3 separate regions of the Mus musculus genome follow, and regions 1 and 2 are each linked to region 3. Evidence: chromatin contacts called from public HiChIP or PLAC-seq data. All regions are on one chromosome and are shown on one strand. Each heading gives the region's core, a stretch centred on a gene start, on an enhancer-like site or on the middle of the called end of the contact. The rest is flanking DNA. Distances are from core to core; before and after follow the strand shown. Region 1 has its middle 18 kb from the start of Gm36301. Region 2 overlaps Gm36355 (a long non-coding RNA gene). Region 3 overlaps Vgll4 (vestigial like family member 4).

Region 1 (3,725 bases), core at 1,184-3,683, 610 kb before region 3:
GGGGGGGTGGTTGAGGCCTGCTGACTTCCTGCATAGCAGGCAGGGTGACAGAGGAAGCCCGTGATGGGGATTAGTCATGGCACCGCCTTCTCATGGAGCCCATAAACCCAGGACTTCAATATCTCCAAGAGAGAACACCTGGCCCAGCCCACAAGTCATTTCCACTTTGGAAGTAGCTGCCCTGAGGCCTGACTCTGACATGGTTGAGGTTGGGTAGACAGCAGCCCTAAGCAGAGTCATAGCACTTCTGAGGCTCTCTGGGCCCTTTCTCTTCCCAGCATCCCATGGAACTCCTAGACAGCCTTGTAGGAGGACCTTAACTGCCATCCCATGGACAAGAACACAGGGCCCAGATTTTCAGGATAGAAAAGGGTGGGAGGGAGATCGCAGGGACACAGCGCAAGCTACTGAGTGTCAGTCGCTGCAGACCTAGGTTTGGACCCTGGCTTAGGTCCAGGGCCACAGGTGGAGGTGATCAAATGGAGACATGGGCCAATAGGGAGAAGGGACTTAAGAAGAAAAGGACTCTGCCCTTGGGCCTTGCCACCTTTGCGGTTATAAAACTCTAGAAGGTAAGGTGTATTCTGAGAAGTATTCCTTACAGTGACCAGATAGAGTAAAGATTTATGAAGGAGGCAGGACAAGGCACATCCTCTCTGTGGTGCATGTGTCTAGGTATGAGAGGCGCTGGATGGGACTTCCTGTATCTGGGGTGAGGACCATCCATGGAGGCCTCTAACCCTCCACCCTGGGGGTCATTGGCCCTGCCAATTTGAAGGGTTGTCAGTGTTACCGATCCAGAAGACTAAGTTCCAGTCTTAGCGTCATTGCTTACATGCCTTTGAAGAACTTTGAAATGGATACAGTCCTCACTGTTGAAATGGGTTGACACATGTCTCTGTCTGGGATGACTTAAGAACTGGCAGCTGGTTGGGAGTAACTTCTCCAATGGCCCCAGCACAAAAATAGTGCCTGATAAATATTTGGAGAATCTTTTCAGGGATAAAAAGAAAATAAGAAAAAAAAAATGTGTCAAGCTGCCTGTCGACTTCAGTGGGGGAGATGGGGCCTGGAGAGTCAAGATGGCTCCTCTACTGCCCTTTACTGTGGTTGATGCGTGGTTGGCAGTACTTTCTCCCATGACCCTCCTGTATCTTCCAGCTCATCGCACCCTGAAGATCCAGATTCCCATTGCATCCCATAGCGATTTAGACACCTGACCTGGGGTCCTGCAGGTAATCTTTTCCCAGGAGGTGAAGCACCACCACACAGCTTGTGTGACCAAGTCAAAACTTGATCATTGTCTTCTGCACTCCCCAAGACTGTTCCCACATCTGTCTGTTCCCTCTGTTTCTATGACCAAAGCCATCCCCTCCCACCGCTGCTACCACTTGTGGTCTTCCCATCACCCTTGTCTTCCCAGTGGCTGGCCAAGGGATCTCAAGTCGAGTATCAGCTATGCTACTTTCTAGCTTGGAAGGTCGGATCTCGGATGTTCCCCCAAAGCCTCACGTGTTAAGGTCTGGTTTCCAGGGTGATGGCTCAAGGAGGACGACAGGGGAACTTTGAGAAGCAGGACCTTGGAGGCCTTAGGTCATCATGTGTATTCCTGAGGGGACTATAGATAGGGCCTCAGCTTGCTCCTCTCATTGTTTTCTGGTTTGCAATATAGCCACCACTGTGCACAACCTCATCACAGCCCCAAGCAATGTGACCAACCAGCCATGGATTTGAAAGCCCTGAACCTGAGCCAGAACAAACCTTTCCCTTTACAGATGTGACTTTCTCAGGAAAGCAAGCATAGCTGCTGAAGGTCTTCTATGGCTTCCCACTCTCCCTAGGATGAGCTCCAGCCTCACTGGTCTGGTTTGCCGAGCTCTCTTAGCCTGATTGATTTTGTTCTGCTGCTCTGACTCGCTTCTTCCAAGTGCCCTAGGCTTAGTGAAACAGAAACACTGCTTTCCCCATATGCCTTTGCACACGAGCCCCTCACCTAGCGTTTCTTTCTTTCTTGTTTCATAAATCCTCCTTTGAGACTTGGTCTCCAATGTCACCTCCTCTGTGAAGCCAAGTTGACTTTCTTCCCCACTTTCACGGGACTGGAAAGCCCATAGCTCAGCCTGCCTGGGAAATTTCAAATAATCCCTTCTGATATTAGGTGGCAGCTGACACCAGCTGGAAGATGAGGTTATCTTCACTTGCAATCTGTCCCCAGCACTAACCCTTGGGGTGGGGGTGGGGAGCAGAGTGGGCAGTGCTGGCCCTGCTTTACCTCCGTGCCTCCTCACTGTGACCCCCGGGGGTAGCTGTGCATTCCTTAAGCTACATAAGAAGAGTCCCAGGAAGGTTCCAGAAGTCCTGCCCAAGGTCATCCGGCCTCACCCACCCTGCCTCCAGCCCTCTGGCTTCCTCTGCTTGCCAGGCTGTCCTGTGGCTGCCAGCTTCTGTGTTTATCTCCATGAAAGTGAGTTCCTTGGTGGCCTGAGTCACACCAGCCTTATCTCTGTGTCCCTAGAGGCTGAGGAGAGCTGGGGACAGGCAAGGCCAGTGAATATTTACTGACACTGGGCTCTCCTTTTTCCTTGTCCTGCTTCTGCTGACCTCAGGTCACCCCCACCCCCCACCCCCCACCTTCCTCTCCCCAAGCTCTGCTCTTTAATGGTAGCTGTGCTTGGCTAGAAGAGACTCTCACCCGTGTGACATTCAGCAACTCAAGTCTTTTCTTTAAAGGCCGATAGGGCTCGTGTTTCTTAGAGTGGGGTGCACAGCCCTGTCCTAGGGGCATATGAAGCCATAAGAGGAAGGGAACACCCCATTTTGGGAAGAGCTTTTCTTTTTGGAAGTCCTTGGACTCAAGTGAGACATATTTGGCTTTCAAAGGACAATTTAAGTGTGATTTTGAAACTTAAAAACAACAACAACAACAAAATAAAAAAAATGATAGTCAACTCTTAGTATCCATGGTTTCCACATAAGTGAACTCAAACAATTTTGCATATAATATTAGGGAAAATTGTGTCTGTATTAAGCGTGGGCAGACTTGGGTCATTGTTTCCCAAACCGATGTGGCACCTGTTTACACAGCACCTTTGCTGGGTTGAGTATTTTAACTCAGACATAGTTTTGAACTTACAGAAGGGTGTACGGTGGTCCTATGCAGATACTGTGCTGTCTTACACATCTGTCCCCCGCATCCGTGGCTTTCGGGGCTGGAGCCCAGGCCTGTGTGTTGGTTTTCTTCCTGGCATGTCCTACACATTCATTGCCACCTGTCTCCCTGGGCGGTGCCTCCGCAGACTGTTTCCTTTCTGACCTTCTCCGGGCCCTGCTTCTGGCTTTAGCATCTCTCTGCCCAGAAGCCCCTGCAAGGCTGAAGCGTCTTGGAGGTCTGCGGTCCTCCCTCACCTCCCAGCACTCCTTGATCCCCGTCCTCTGCTGGCTTCTCTGAGCCCTGCCTTCACTCTGCATGTGACCTCTGCGTTAGGGGCTCCTCTGCCTTAGATACCCTTGCCGTGTGCTCCTGGCTGTGTCCTGACCCCAAAACACTGCCTTGCTAAGCTTGAGCCAGGACTCAGGAGGTGGAAGGCAGTTGAGGAGCAAAGACTGCGCGTGGTGTTTGAGAGAATAGTCACCCTCATCAGGCAACAGAGCAAGGAGAAAACCTTGGCTAGCATCTTGTCAGTAGGAGGCAGCTCCTTAAAAAAAAATAGTCCCCCTTCATCAGC
Region 2 (3,998 bases), core at 1,322-3,821, 640 kb before region 3:
CTGAACTCAGCTTACAGAGGCTAATCTAGTGGGCTGGGACCTAATCATAGCATTTAAAAAGCACCCCATGTGTTTTAGCTGTTTAGTCTGGTCAGAAAACCAGAAAACAGAAAACTGACAAATTCAGGATAAGGTGACAAAAAAAGACAGGATGTCGGGCCACGCACAGCTGGCCCAAGAGCTGGGGGCACAGAGGGTGGGTACACAGCTTGTAATACTGCAGTCACACACCATCTTGCTGGGCACTGGTTCGTTTTGAAAAATGTTGTTTGATTTAATTAATAAAAGGTGTGTATGGGTATTTTGACCCACATGTGTGTCTCTCCAGCATATGTGTGCCTGTTGTTAATGGAAGTCAGAAGAGGCCATCAGATCCCTAGAACTGGGGTTACAGGAGGTTGTGAGCCGCTACGTGGGTGCTGAGAATTGAACCTGGGTCCTCTGCAAGAGCAGTCAGTGCTCTTTACTGCTGTACCTTTCCAGGTACCTGCAATATTTAATTTTTAAATTGACATAAAATGGCTGTTTATTGTTTTCTAGCTTCTTTCCCATGCTCCCTCTCCTCTTTCTGAGACTCATATAGCCACGCTCTGAGAAAGTTCGGATGACCTTGAACTTCTGACTTTCCTGTTTTTTCTTCCCAAGGGCTGGGATTACAGGCATGTGTCCCATCATTGGTTTATGCAGTACTAGGGATAGAATCCAGGGCTTCAAGCTTGCGGCGAGGCAAGTGCTGGGTCACATCCACAGCCTCTGAGTGAAAGCCTGCTCCCTGGATCCTGCTGGAATTCAGGGAATTCCTGTCCTGCTCACTGTGTGGATGGAAAGATGATGGAAGGTCCTATCCTAAGAACTGCAGTCAATATAGCAAGGGCTTTGACTGAATATTATAGAAGCTGAGTTTCTCAATGCTGGGTCTCACACTGGTAAAGACAACATTCATGAATATAAAGTTGGGGACCCTCAGATCTGATTCTACAAAAGCTCACCACTGGTGTTGTGACTTCAGACCAGTGGCTTGGTCCCTCTGAGCCCCAACAGTTTCCTTGTCCCTACCCTACTTGGCTTGGAAGTGGGCAGTGGTAATAAAGGTTCACAGCACTGAACCTGGACTGTTGAACCCTCTGTGACTGGTAGCATGGGCTTCTGCCCAGCCAGGCATGTCCCCTCCCACAATCCTTCCATTCTCTTCTCGAGCTCTCTCCATGGCACTCTGGCTGCATGGTGACACTACTAGTGTGTGTCTTCCTGAGGTCCCGTGTCCCAGTCTGTAGCTGCTTGGGGGACATGCTGAGAACCAACAGTACCCATCTTCCCTCTACAGGGAAGCTCCTAAGGGCGAGGGCAGCACTGAGGTTGCTTGCTCATGGGGCCACCAGAACCCTGTTCCCCTACTTCTAGTGGGGTATATCTCTCTAGCCCCAGAAAGCCCACTCTGCCATGTTCCGTGGTGTTCTTGACTGGGTAAACTTTGAAGGAGAAGAGATCGTGGACATCTCAGGGACTCTTGCTCTAGGAAGTGCTGAGGTGGGTGGCTAAAGACCCAGGTGAGCAGGGGGCCAGGGCTGGGGCTGGGCTGGTGAGATGATAGCCAGTTGTCTAGGTGACTCATTTGTACCAACAGGCTGGTGAGACATAGAGAAACCCCGGTACAGGAAGATGAAGCAGGATAACAAGCCTGGGGGATCTTTGAAACAGTCAACTTGGGCCCCTGGTTGCTACTAGCAGAACTCAAAGCCTACTATGACCTCAGGCACAGGGCTTGCCTGCTGGAGCTTTATCTGTCTCATCTGACAGATGGGGATAGGAGCTCCCCCCTCCACAGTCCTTGCGATGGGTTGAGACCCCCTTTTGTAGTACGTCATGGCACTTGCATAGGACCCGCCTGTACACATCCTTTTGAGACCCTTAAATCTTGGGTTGCATCAAATACTGGATGAGGAGCACGTGCTAGAGAGATAGACAGTTTACTGTGTTTAGGGAACAACTGCACAGAGAAAGATTTGTGCGTGTTCAGTACAGATGCCATCTTTAACCTTGGAAAGTTTCAAGACATGTCGGATGGAGAAACTGCAGATAAGGATGGCAGTGAGCTACCTGTTGGCTCACTCTGAAGACACAGGGTGGGAGTGTGAGCAGTGTGCACAGGGCCTGGCTCCTGGGCCTTCTGTTAGCCTTACTCTGGCTCATACATATCTTCAAAGTTGCTCCCTGTTTGCCTTTGTGCCCACAGGATCCCCTCTTTTTCCCTAAGAACTGTGGAGGACTTGAGGGGAGTGCAGGAAGGCAGGAACAGCCTGGAGCTGTCCTGGTCTCGCTATTAGTAAAGTGTGTCGCCTCTGCACTGGCACAGAGAACAGAGGAATTAGCAAATCTATTTTTTGCAAATTTAACCAGATCCTCTGCGCCCCATTATGACTTAATTTAGACTTTTAAAATCTATATAGCTTTCTGTTTGTTTGCTTCCAGGTTGTGATATAGATGAAATGAATGGCAACCCACATTAACCGCAGGCTGAACAACCCCCCTGGAATGTTTGCTGAAGAGCAAGGCAGTGGAGGCTGGCCCACAGAGGAGCCCTATCGCCAGCCATCAGCAAAGACCAGACCTGGTGGAGACTGGAGGACACGCCTGATAACTCAGTGCCCTTGAGAGCTTTCTAGGTGCCTCCAGGCTGCTCCAGTCCTGTGTGTGTGTGTGTGTGTGTGTGTGTGTGTGTGTGTGTGTGTTGTGTGTGAGAAAGAGAGGGATACAGTCCCTGGTAGGTAGCAGTACTCTTAAAAGCTCCTACCACATCCATGACCTTGGCACTAACAGGAAGCCAAGCCTTTGTGGACAGATCCCATGAACTTGAACAAGGAGTTTATATATCAAATGGCCTCATAGAGCTGTAAGAGGAAGCCCAGATGAATCTTTCTTGAATGGACAAATGCTTTCATGTAAGTAGGAGGTGGATTAGGTTCTGGAACTGCCCTGTCCCTCTCCATTTACCCCACTCTTCTCTCTTCTCCTCTGATTTCTTTGTGGTGCTGGAGGTGGACCTCGGCACTTCACATGTTAGACAAGTGAAGTGTACCACTAAACTGTATCTCAGTCTCAGATGGAATTTTCTTAAGGAAGTCCAGGAAATATTTCAAATAGGCAACAGAACCTAAGATTTGTCCATATTGACAATTCCCAACTCAGCGACCAACCAACAAATTAACCAACCAGCAGCCAACCAGCAAATCAAGCAACTAGTTGAACCACCAAGCAACCAGCCAACCATCTAAGCCACCAACCAACCAACTAATCAGCTGACCCAGAAACCAAATAGACAACCAACTGTACAGTCAACCAACCAACCAAGTAAACAACTAATGGGATAACCATCATTCAACAACCAATGAATCAATGGACTGAACAACTAAACCAACTGGTCATCCAACCAATTGACTAACCAACTGAACAATCAATCATCTAACCAACAGAGCCACTAATCAACCAACCAACCAACCAACCAACCAACCAACCAACCAACCAACTAACCTAGCATGAAAACAACTAAGTAACCAATAACCAAGAAGTAGAACCACTAATTGAAATATTCACTGGGTTGGAAAGAAATCCCCTCTTCCAGTGTTTCTGCCCTTTGTCTCCCCCGAGCTCCAGTAGCGTTGCCTGTTCCTCAGACACCTTCTGGGCCATTCTACCACTGCCTGTTTCCATTCCTCTAGAAATTGCTGTGCAGGGCACCTCTGTCCCTTGCACCACTGGTCACAGGCTTCTCACCTGCAGCCAGTGCACAAACAACATGGCTAGAAAGGCATACAATGAAGGGCCCAGTCCCCCCCATCTGACTTTTGAGGAATTGTGTGTGTGTGTGCGCTGTTGTTGTTGTTTTCTGGTCTCCCACTTCTCCAGGTGGAGAGTGCCTACCTGGGTCCAGACAGACAGATTCCCTGACTTCTTTGCCCTGAGTTCCATCCCTGCTACCACATTACCCTGACATGGTGGTA
Region 3 (3,950 bases), core at 316-2,815:
AGGATGCAGACCCTCCCGGTGGCCTCTGCGCTCAGCAGTCACCGCACAGGCCCGCCTCCCATCAGCCCCAGCAAGAGGAAATTCAGCATGGAGCCCGGGGACAAGGACTTGGACTGTGAAAACGACCACGTCTCCAAGATGAGCCGCATCTTCAGCCCCCATTTGTAAGTTCCACCCTCTTTGGGATCTTGCCTGCTCTGGGCTGGGCTGTGTTTCCCTTCACCTTTCCTCCCATCACGTCATCATGATTTCCTTAGTTATTGATAGAGGACGTTGTTTATAAAAGATAGGTGGTGTTTATATGACAGGAAGGTGTCGAGCTGACTTTAGTGACTGGTGCAGAGATGACATCTTATTTCTTTTCAACTCCGACAACCTCTCATGTTGGAGGGGAGCAGCCCTGAAGGTGAACTATGGGTGCTGTTTGGAAAACTTGGCTTTTGCTTGCCAGTCTCCTCTGCTGGCCATTATGCAAATCGATACTGGGTGTTTGTGAGTTACCCAAGTGGAAGGCTGTTGCATGGGCGTTCAGTATTGCACCCTGTTGTGACCATGCACCGCACTGTGCAGCTGGGGGTAGCCTGGAGCCATGGTGACATCTCTTGGTGTCAGATCCTTGATTGGCATTGCAATTGATTGGATTACCCTAGTGTCTTCTCTGATCCTCATTCTCTCTCTCTCTCTCTCCCTCTCTCCCTCCCTCCCTCCCTCCCTCCCTCCCTCCCTCCCTCCCTTCCTCCTCCTCCTCCTCCCCCTCCTCCTCCTCCTCCTCCTCCTCCTCCCCCTCCTCCTCCTCCTCCTCCTCCTCCTCCTTCTTCTTCTTCTTCTTCTTCTTCTTCTCTCTCTCTCTCTCTCTCTCTCTCTCTCTCTCTTTCTTTCTTTCTTTCTTTTCCAGACAGGGTTTCTCTGTATAGCCCTGGCTGTCCTGGAACTCACTCTGTAGACCAGGCTGTCCTCGAACTTAGAAATCCACCTGCCTCTGCCTCCCAAGTGCTGGGATTAAAGGCGTGTGCCACCACTGCCCTGCCTGCCTGCCTGCCTGCCTGCCTTCCTTCCTTCCTTCCTTCCTTCCTTCCTTCCTTCCTTCCTTCCTCTCTCTCTCTCTCTCTCTCGCTCTCTCTCTCTCTCTCTCTCTCTCGCTCTCTCTCTCTTTCTTTCAAACTTTATTTTCTTTCTTTTATTTTTTTAAAGATTTTATTTATTTTTATGTGCATTGGTGTTTTGCCTGCATGTATGTCGATAGGTCTTCTGGAAGAGCAGCCAGTTCTCCTAACTGCCTAGCCTTCTCTCCAGCCTATCTCTTAAACCCATTTTCAACTCAAAGCGGCTTAAGCTGGCGTTCTCTGAATCTGTGACATGGTCTGGCCGGCTAAGACAGTGTATGTCACATTGCACTTTCAGGACTTGGTGTCTGGGCTGTGGCAGTTGTGTAGCCAGTCCGTGTCCCCATGTGCAGATGAGTGGTTTGTAGTCACTGGGATTGCTCCCCAGCCCGGGCTGGCTGATGCTGGCAGCAGCAGGTGCAGTGCAGGGTCCCTCCTGCAGACCGCGCTCTGTAGCTGGAGGCGGCTCTGGCCTCTGCTGCCTCAGCCCGCGTCCTCACATTCCGCGCATGCCAATCTGCCTGCTCTGTTGTGTTCAGTCATAAGACACTGACAGAGGTATTTATCCTCAAATAAATCACTGTAGTGTTAGTCAGAGGCTGAGCCTGCAGTCTGGAGCCTGGAATTTGCTACACTCAGGAATCTAGCAGCGGAGGCTGCGCAGAACAGCGCCCTCTCTCACTCACTGCCTGGGAGGGAATCAGATGGCGCTCCTCGCTGAGAGGCCTGGCATCCATGCTTGTACTACCCTCCATCCAACTTTCCCAAACCCAAATGAGAGACTCTTGACCCTTTGTTTTATTTTTTCAAGGGAGGGGAAGGGAAGAAGAGGCAGCCTTGTGACTGTGTAGACTGGGGCCATGCTTTAGTTGAAGTCCTCCTGCTGTGGCTTACCAGCTGTGAGACCTGGTGTTTCTGGGCCCCATGTCCTTACTGTCAGATGGCAGTGATCGGGCTGGCAGACTGAGAATCTCAGAGTTAAATCAAGGAAATACTCAGGTGGATACTATTATTCATAACCTCACTGTGCAGATGTTGGCTGTGGGGACAGCAGAAAACACGAGTGTGATGAGTGTTTGAGAATGTGTGTCTTAGGCTGGGTACTCTGGCTCAGATGCCACCTTCTTCTTGTCCCACGGGGCAGTGAGTATGCCTTCTCATTAGATTATTGTAAGGATCTAGTGCAGTGCCTGGTGGCCCGGCTTCCGTGACCCAGAGTGGCCTTGAACTCACTAGGTAGCCCTGACTAGCCTTGAACTCTTGATTCTCCTGCCTCTGCCTTCCCATCATGGGGATTATGGACGGGCACCATCATGCCTGGCTGTAGTTAAAAACATTAGAGTATTAAAATAGTTGAGAAATCATTTTGTAGCTCCTTGGTGATTGAAAACAAGAGCTTGAAATACCGGTCTGTGTCGACACTCTAAAGAGCTTTAAGCCTACAGGATGGTGAGGGGTAGCAGTGGTATGGCTGAATGGCAGCATCTGCCTGGTGCCCATGGTCCTCACGTAGCCCCCAGCACTGTGGAAATGAGAGAAGAATCGTCAGATTTGGTGCTCAGCTCCCAGTTAGCATCATTATGCAAAGTTTGAGGAAAACTAGAAACTGTGCCCTCATTCTGCCAGGCTCTCTGGGCTCCCAAAGGAAAATCCAGGTAGGTGGATTTTCCCCATTTAAAAAAAAATTATAGTAAAATACACATATAAATTCTGTGTGCATGTTCATGTATGTGCATGAAGGTGCACATATGTGTAGGTGTGTGTGGAGACCAAACATTGACACTAGGTGTTTTCTCAATCTTGCTCACTCGTGTTGTTGGTACTTGGCATGTATGTTGATTGACTTGTAGATGTGTCTTGTTTGAGCTGTGGCGTGTCCCTCTTTATTTTGTGACTAAGAGGACATTAGGGCCACTATCTATGGGGTCAGAAATGACCCTAGTGTATTTGTATCTTGAAAGAGAATGTGAGGTGTTCTGGCTTTCTAGAATTTGCTAATGGTGTGTAGGCAAAGCATGCCTTGTTTGCTTTATCATCAAGGGGATTGCGCTGATGCTGAGGAGGGCACGTTGTTGAAACACAGTTTGAGCCACGAGCAAAGAGGGGCTTGAAGATGTGGTCCTCTGACCCCGTGGTGTGATGCTGACCAGGGCAGGTAGAGCCAGTAAGGAGTCCTGAAGTACAGTGGGAGCTTTGGGGGACAGGGGTACCCCTCAGGATTGCTCTAGTGCTTGGTCCTTGTTACCTGTCTCAAGTCTACCCTGCCAATTTTCTTGCAAGACTGGTGGCTCTGAGGAAGACAATTACTTCTGAGAAAATGTGCTGAGAACATGGATGTCAGGGAGTTGCCTGGGTGGGGCGGGATTACTGCCATGGAGGGAGGGGTTAGTGCAGCCTGTCTTGGGGGTGGTGTCCACTTTTCTTTTTGCCTTTTCACAGAGCCCCATGAGTTCAATTCCATCTAGCCTCTCAGTTGCCCCTGGGCCCCTCCTTTTTCTCCTAGCCTCATGGCCACTGTCTCAGGAAGCCGTGGTTCCCTGGCAGGTGTCACGTGGTGATTTACTCTTACTCCCAGGGGAAATCCAGTCTTCTGACACAATGGACACTAGCCACAGCCTGGGGTACAGAGAGAAAAGGTGGGGACTGGGGATGTGACTTAGTGGCAGAGCATTTGAAACATTGGTTTCAGTCCCCAGCTTCCAAGATGTTTAAAAGTTAAATTAAGAAAACTTGAGAGTTCCACGTCCTCAGTTGCCCTAGCTACATTTTAAACTCAGGAGCCACTGTGGCCAGCAGTGTTTATCCTGGGCAGCCAGCACTAGAGCACGGCTGTCCTCTCAGGGATCC

The links. HiChIP or PLAC-seq counts read pairs in DNA pulled down with a chosen protein or histone mark.
Region 1: an HNF4G HiChIP or PLAC-seq map of pancreatic cancer cells shows a contact between it and region 3. The contact joins two enhancer-like sites.
Region 2: a contact with region 3 is called in a FOXA1 HiChIP or PLAC-seq map of pancreatic cancer cells. The contact joins two enhancer-like sites. A contact is called at or near these places in 1 of 39 promoter capture datasets (hippocampal neurons) and 2 of 115 datasets of contacts at active chromatin or transcription factors (embryonic stem cells and pancreatic cancer cells).

Annotation. Positions count from the first base shown.
Region 1 is chr6:115,499,984-115,503,708 of GRCm38.p6, reverse strand. No RefSeq gene overlaps it. Among named protein-coding and RNA genes, the nearest start is that of Gm36301, 18 kb to the left of the region's middle. Within about 2 kb of position 2,433, at least 43 of the 459 cell types and tissues checked have an H3K27ac peak or open chromatin away from gene starts, as enhancers often do. A contact at or near this core is called in pancreatic cancer cells, where this site is marked.
Region 2 is chr6:115,526,239-115,530,236 of GRCm38.p6, reverse strand. It overlaps Gm36355 (a long non-coding RNA gene), which reads left to right. Exons shown (of 7, transcript XR_869382.3): 7 at 2,470-3,998. Among named protein-coding and RNA genes, the nearest start is that of Gm36301, 8.7 kb to the right of the region's middle. Within about 2 kb of position 2,571, at least 17 of the 459 cell types and tissues checked have an H3K27ac peak or open chromatin away from gene starts, as enhancers often do. A contact at or near this core is called in pancreatic cancer cells, where this site is marked.
Region 3 is chr6:114,886,831-114,890,780 of GRCm38.p6, reverse strand. Vgll4 (vestigial like family member 4) reads left to right here. Exons shown (of 5, transcript NM_177683.3): 2 at 1-164. Among named protein-coding and RNA genes, the nearest start is that of Vgll4, 33 kb to the left of the region's middle. Within about 2 kb of position 1,565, at least 214 of the 459 cell types and tissues checked have an H3K27ac peak or open chromatin away from gene starts, as enhancers often do. A contact at or near this core is called in pancreatic cancer cells, where this site is marked.